Regions from separate parts of the Mus musculus genome. Here region 2 is linked to region 1. Evidence: chromatin contacts called from public Hi-C data. All regions are on one chromosome and are shown on one strand. Each heading gives the region's core, a stretch centred on a gene start, on an enhancer-like site or on the middle of the called end of the contact. The rest is flanking DNA. Distances are from core to core; before and after follow the strand shown.

The links. A called contact is a pair of places that touch in the nucleus more often than the background predicts.
Region 2: a Hi-C map of cerebellum shows a contact between it and region 1, with 2.1 times the contacts expected there. The contact joins the enhancer-like site here to the promoter of Adcyap1 in region 1. A contact is called at or near these places in 4 of 484 Hi-C or Micro-C datasets (cerebellum, embryonic fibroblasts and embryonic stem cells) and 5 of 115 datasets of contacts at active chromatin or transcription factors (a beta-TC-6 cell line, differentiating embryonic stem cells, embryonic hindbrain and 2 more).

The regions. Positions count from the first base shown.
Region 1 is chr17:93,197,778-93,200,477 of GRCm38.p6, forward strand. It overlaps Adcyap1 (adenylate cyclase activating polypeptide 1), which reads left to right and starts at 1,391. Exons shown (of 5, transcript NM_009625.3): 1 at 1,391-1,845; 2 at 2,236-2,343. The coding sequence starts at 2,237. The region is part of intron 1 of Gm32465 (a long non-coding RNA gene); the gene reads right to left.
Region 2 is chr17:93,311,689-93,314,388 of GRCm38.p6, forward strand. No RefSeq gene overlaps it. Among named protein-coding and RNA genes, the nearest start is that of Gm25935, 66 kb to the left of the region's middle. Within about 2 kb of position 1,348, at least 13 of the 459 cell types and tissues checked have an H3K27ac peak or open chromatin away from gene starts, as enhancers often do. A contact at or near this core is called in cerebellum, where this site is marked.

The DNA.
Region 1 (2,700 bases), core at 141-2,640:
AAGGCTCTCGAGATTTCCTAGTGGACCAGAAATTTCTGAATCTTCTGAAATTACTCAGGTGCTTAGAAGGTCCCCAGTGAATGTGATCTTTTCTCATTGCTTTCTTCTTTTCATTTTATTTTTAGTTAAAAATATTAACTATCCCCCAGGGAAGGGTTCCTGGTAGCAACCTTTATCAAGACAACTTGTGCAGGGAATCCTCCTGCATTCCGAGTCTATATTTCCCTAAACAGAATTCAACATGTAAGAGAAATTCAAGAGACACACGTCACACCCTCACAATCTTAAATTTTCAATTATTGCAGAAAACACAGTGACATGGTTTCAATTTTTAAAACTAGTAAGAGCCACGGAGAGTGTGAAAGTGTGTAGACAGGAAAGGTAAAGATCCATCTGAATACTAGGACTAACTCAGAAGAAAAAGCTTTGCACTGAGGCAGGGATTAAGCAGGTTCTGAGCACTGGGACATTCGTGGACACAGAATCCAAGGGAAGATTAATATGAACAGCGGGGTGATTTAGACAATGAACTCCCACAGTAAGAGCACCACTGCCAAAGCTTCAAATTTAGAGGCTGTGGTGAAAATTAAACCAGTGGCAAATTTCAACATTTGCAGCATCTGCGCCCAAATAGTTCAGCACCAAGAGCCTGGACAGCACCACAGGCTCTCATCCTAGTCTCATCCATCAATCTATTCAGAGACAGACTGTCAACCCAGCCAGACTCATTAGATATTTACTGAAAATCCTTATAATTCTTTCCTTTAAAACACAAAACGACTTCCATGTTTAGTAGCCTATTTGAAAAAGCATATGCAAGGAATTGAGAGATCAAAATTAAAATTATTAATAGGAGATCTTGATGGTGCTTAAATCTAGAGATCAGAGTTGTCATTGGTGGGGGTTGAGTGAAAATTAAGAAAAATTAGGGACTCAATAAAAACATGACTTCACCATTCTCTAAATTCTACGAGTTCTTTACTTGTCTTTGAGAAATCAGTGAAATCGAAAACCATCAAAATAATTGGACTTCTTAAAAATTGGATTGTGTGAGTGAAAGGTGTTTATCAGAAGCGGATGACTCCGGATCTTATCATCCTGGAGGACTGCACAGAATAGTTAATATGTTCCTTGAGGGACTAGGATGCTGACGTCTTTTACTGATACCGGATCATTACGTGACTGGGGGAGAAAAAAAAGGAAGTCATATCATGAATAAAAATCGGAGTGCAACAGTGCAACCAAAATATTCTGTACTTGAAGGCAGAAAGATGTTGACAAAGAGGTGTCTCCTGAAACCACGTTCGGACAGCTTATTTTGTTAACTGCATATATAAAAACGAGCAGAAGGCCAGTCACCTCTGTCAGCAGCAGAAGCAGCAGCATCTTCAGACGCAGCCTGAGACCTCAGAGCAGAGAAGGTGCCTCCGACTCCCGACTTCCGCAAGCTGCCAGATAGTCTCCCACAGAGGCCATCTTCCCTCTCCCCCCCCCCCCCACTGACTTTTCCTCTTTTCTTACCCATTAGCTTCTTCTCCCGGTGGACTTAAGTCCACTCTGCTCCCCCTCCCTTTGGCTGCTCGCCTACTCTCTCTTCTACATCTCTCTCCTCGCCCACTTCCTTCGGTGTCACGCTCCCTCCTAGTTTTGTGCGTCTACAAAGTTTTGAGCGGAATTTTAGCCTCGGCAAACAAGTCTCCCCAGCTCCTTCAGCTAATTCCCGCGGCTTCTCTCCAGACACCAGCTCCAGACAGTGACTGATGCTTCTCGGGTTGTGATTCCAGCGCAGAAACTCGAAGGAGCCTTTGCCCGCTGTCCTACTTAGTCAACCCTTTCCTAGACACCGTAAGAGTCTAATAATAAGGGGTTTGTGTGTGTGTGTGTGTGTGTGTGTGTGTGTGTGTGTGTGTGTGTGTGTGTGTTGGGATTCTTAGCATACTAACCGATTGATTGACTACAGGCTCCCTCCTTGTGCTGCCAGCAGCATCAGTGTATTAGTTAGCCTTCTTTAGTTCAAGGTCTGGCTAGTTACTGGGTGCTGGGCACACACAAAGCTATTTTTTCGAACTATACCAAGAGAGAAGTAGTTGGACGCCCCAGCGTGGCTAACTGGTGTTTAACACAGGGAGTCACAGTTTCACTGGCTCCCCAGCTCCCAAGAGTTTCTTCGGGTTAGAAGGTAGAAAGCCAGGAGCGATTTCACTCACTGCATACCCTCTTTCCTCTCCTGCGCAGAATGACCATGTGTAGCGGAGCAAGGCTGGCCCTGCTGGTGTATGGGATAATAATGCATAGCAGTGTCTCCTGTTCACCTGCCGCCGGACTCAGCTTCCCTGGGATCAGGTAAGTGCTTCCCTAATATAAGTTAGGTTTTCCCTTAGCCAGACACCCACTTTGGTCACCTCCCTGCAGATCTGGATGTCAGGCTCCTAAACATCGCTTCCTGAGCACCTAGGCATTTCTACAGCCTTTGGTTAGGTGGACCCCTTTGGGTCCCTAGCTAAGCCTGAGGATCAGACAGGCTCTAGTACAGCCACAGACTCCCTCCTTACTCACCAGTGGAGCCCAGGGACTCAGGTAAAGAGAGTGAGTTTCCTATCTTTGTAGAAATCTTCCCTGTGAAGGTGGCAGGGTGCGCCCCCCTTCCGGCTTAGCTTTTCTTTCTTTCTTTCTTTTTTTCTTTTTCTACCTATTCTTTGA
Region 2 (2,700 bases), core at 98-2,597, 110 kb after region 1:
AAACAAACAATAAAAAGAGCATGTTAGAAACAAAAAGAAAAACAATTTTTTTGCCTATTTCCTCTCACGTTGAGCCTGGACTTGTGTGTGTGTGTGTGTGTGTGTGTGTGTGTGTGTGTGTGTGTGTGTGTGTGTGTGATATAAGAGCAGACAGAGGATGGAGAACAAGAGAATGAAAAGGTGGGAATATAAAGATAATACAAGCTGTATATATGAAAGTGCGAAAAACTGTTATTAAAAATCAACAAGAAAATGAAGAAAGCTGCTTTTCTCATCAATTTTATTATGGTATTTATTAACTAGAATATTGAGTCATTGTAATTCATAGTCTGCTCTGTATAAAAACTCTATAAATTCATCTGCTGCTTTGAACTAAAGAATGTGAAGAAAACGGTCTGCATAGAAACTTAAATAGAAGACTAAAAATTCACAATGGATTTGTTTCAGTGACTATTATTCGGGATATTTTCTTTACTAAAATAATAGGCAACGTCCTGTGAATTTGCCTTTTACTAGTTAATGGTTTGAACTGCTGGCATGTTTGTATTGTGAAACCTAGTCTCATGATTCGATCCACCACATGAAAAACATAAAGACCAGTTCAACCTAGGAGATAATCAATTTTTCATGCTCATTATCATTTAGATGAGTCTCTTGTAAGGGAAGGGCTGCAGCATGACCCATTTTAATGCTGAGTAACACCCCTTCCTCTCAGGGTGGCCTTATATGCTTCCTGTAGCTGGTGTAAATGCTCCTGTAAAACTGTTTGTATCTCTAATTGCAGAGTAGGGAGAAAGCCGAAAGGAAACTTGTAAAAACAAAATGAAATACAGAGAAATGATGAAAATTAATGGATGGGAAACTCTTTAGTTTCTTCAGTGTTTCTAACTATATGGCTTCTCCTATCCTGGAGGAAAAGGAAGAACATTCAGCACTTAGGTATTTTATTAAAACTTTTATATCTCAACACTATTTAGATACATTTTAATTCTTCCTTTAATTTCTGAAAACAGAAAGACATTGATATTTCTGGAAAGTGCAATGAAAACAAACTCAGCTACAGTGGTTGCAGCAGTTAGGGCCCAAGGCTGAACACCCAACGAACTCAGGACAAGGCTTTATCTGGGTAACTCAGAGACTCTCCTATTGAAGGGTAGATAGTCCTATTACAAATTGGGGTGTGTGTGTGTGTGTGTGTGTGTGTGTGTGAATTGATTAGTTAACAAGGTTATAGGACTATTCTGAGTAATTTCCTCTTTATTCTGACAGTTGGGAAAGGTGCTAATGGATGCGTTGCTTAAGGAATAGATTCGCAAAGCACAGTGGTTGTGCTCTACTCTGATTAAAAATAGCTTTGACTTTTGGCTCTTGCTATGAGGCCCACAAGCTTAGATTCATATTGTCTCTCTTACTGTGAACTCATATTGAACTTCTCCCTAGGGATTACCCAGCAGAATGTGTGCATGTAGTAGTAGCATATGCCCTGATGTCATAAGGATATGCCCATCCAATGAATGATGAAGCAGAAGAAATGACTTTTTAGATCTGTGACATCTGAACTTGAGGACTTAGAAATATCATCAGCTTTCCCCAATATCAGATCAGATTATTTTTAGCATAGAAAGTATTCTTTTCACCATAGAAGCCACTGACAGTGATAAGATGATTTCCAAGTTTGTACACAGCAGAGGAAGAGCTGGGCTAATGTGCCCAGCTTCTATCTCAGTGCCGCTCATTAGAAAGACAATGCTAACCAGCTGTCCCCTGGAGTTCAGAAAAAGAAAGATCCAATTAACTGGCCATCTTCCACCTGGTTCCAGATTTAGCCAGCTCCTTAGGAGCCTGTAAGAGCAGCCAGCATGCATGAATTTTCATTATTAAATGCAAGCTAGGGGGTGAGGGGCGGTGGGCTGGACCAACATTTTCTGAAATATCTTGGAGAGTGATAAGTACTGCCCTCTGAACTTGATTATCAGGAAAGGCAGAGATTTCACCAGATACTGACTTAAAACTGTTCCTTATTGTGAATATCATGGGCATGTGAAGCCAGAAATACAATACGTTTCTATGAATGCAGGCACAGAACGACCGTGAAATGTGGTGTATTTAGCTGAGCCTTTTTTTCCTCTTCGGTAAGAGTGAGATTTAGAATGTGAAGCTTCTTTCAACTCTCTTGTAACTAACCATTCACCTGTATTTGGAACATTAAGATTTCACAGGAACTCATTACTCAATCTTTCCTTTGTGAATCTGTCAAAAATACCATGATTAACTCAAAATAAAAGGCAATGTCTAGAGCCCTACAGTCGTCAGTCTTCCATCTTTTAAAAGTCAAGCACATAATTGTTTCTTGACCATTTAGGCTCAGGAATAGAGCATCTTGTGATGTGACTCCTGGAAATGCTTCAGGCCCTATGCGTTCCTGGAGTAACACCCCATTCTCAATAGAGCCATCAATAAAGCAATCATTCCTCAGCAGCAAAGACTGAAAAATCTGCTGTATTACACTTTCCAATCTCTTCAAAATCACATTTAAAAAAATCCATTTTGTTGCAAGATGACCAATCTCATCTGATTTATAAGCTGTGGCCTCGGAGGAAATAGGGAAGGCTTGGAGTTGAAACCAGGGAACAAATGTGCCAGCAGGAAACAGACACTTCCTGCATTTCGAGTTTGCAGCTTCCAGGGCCTACTTTAAAA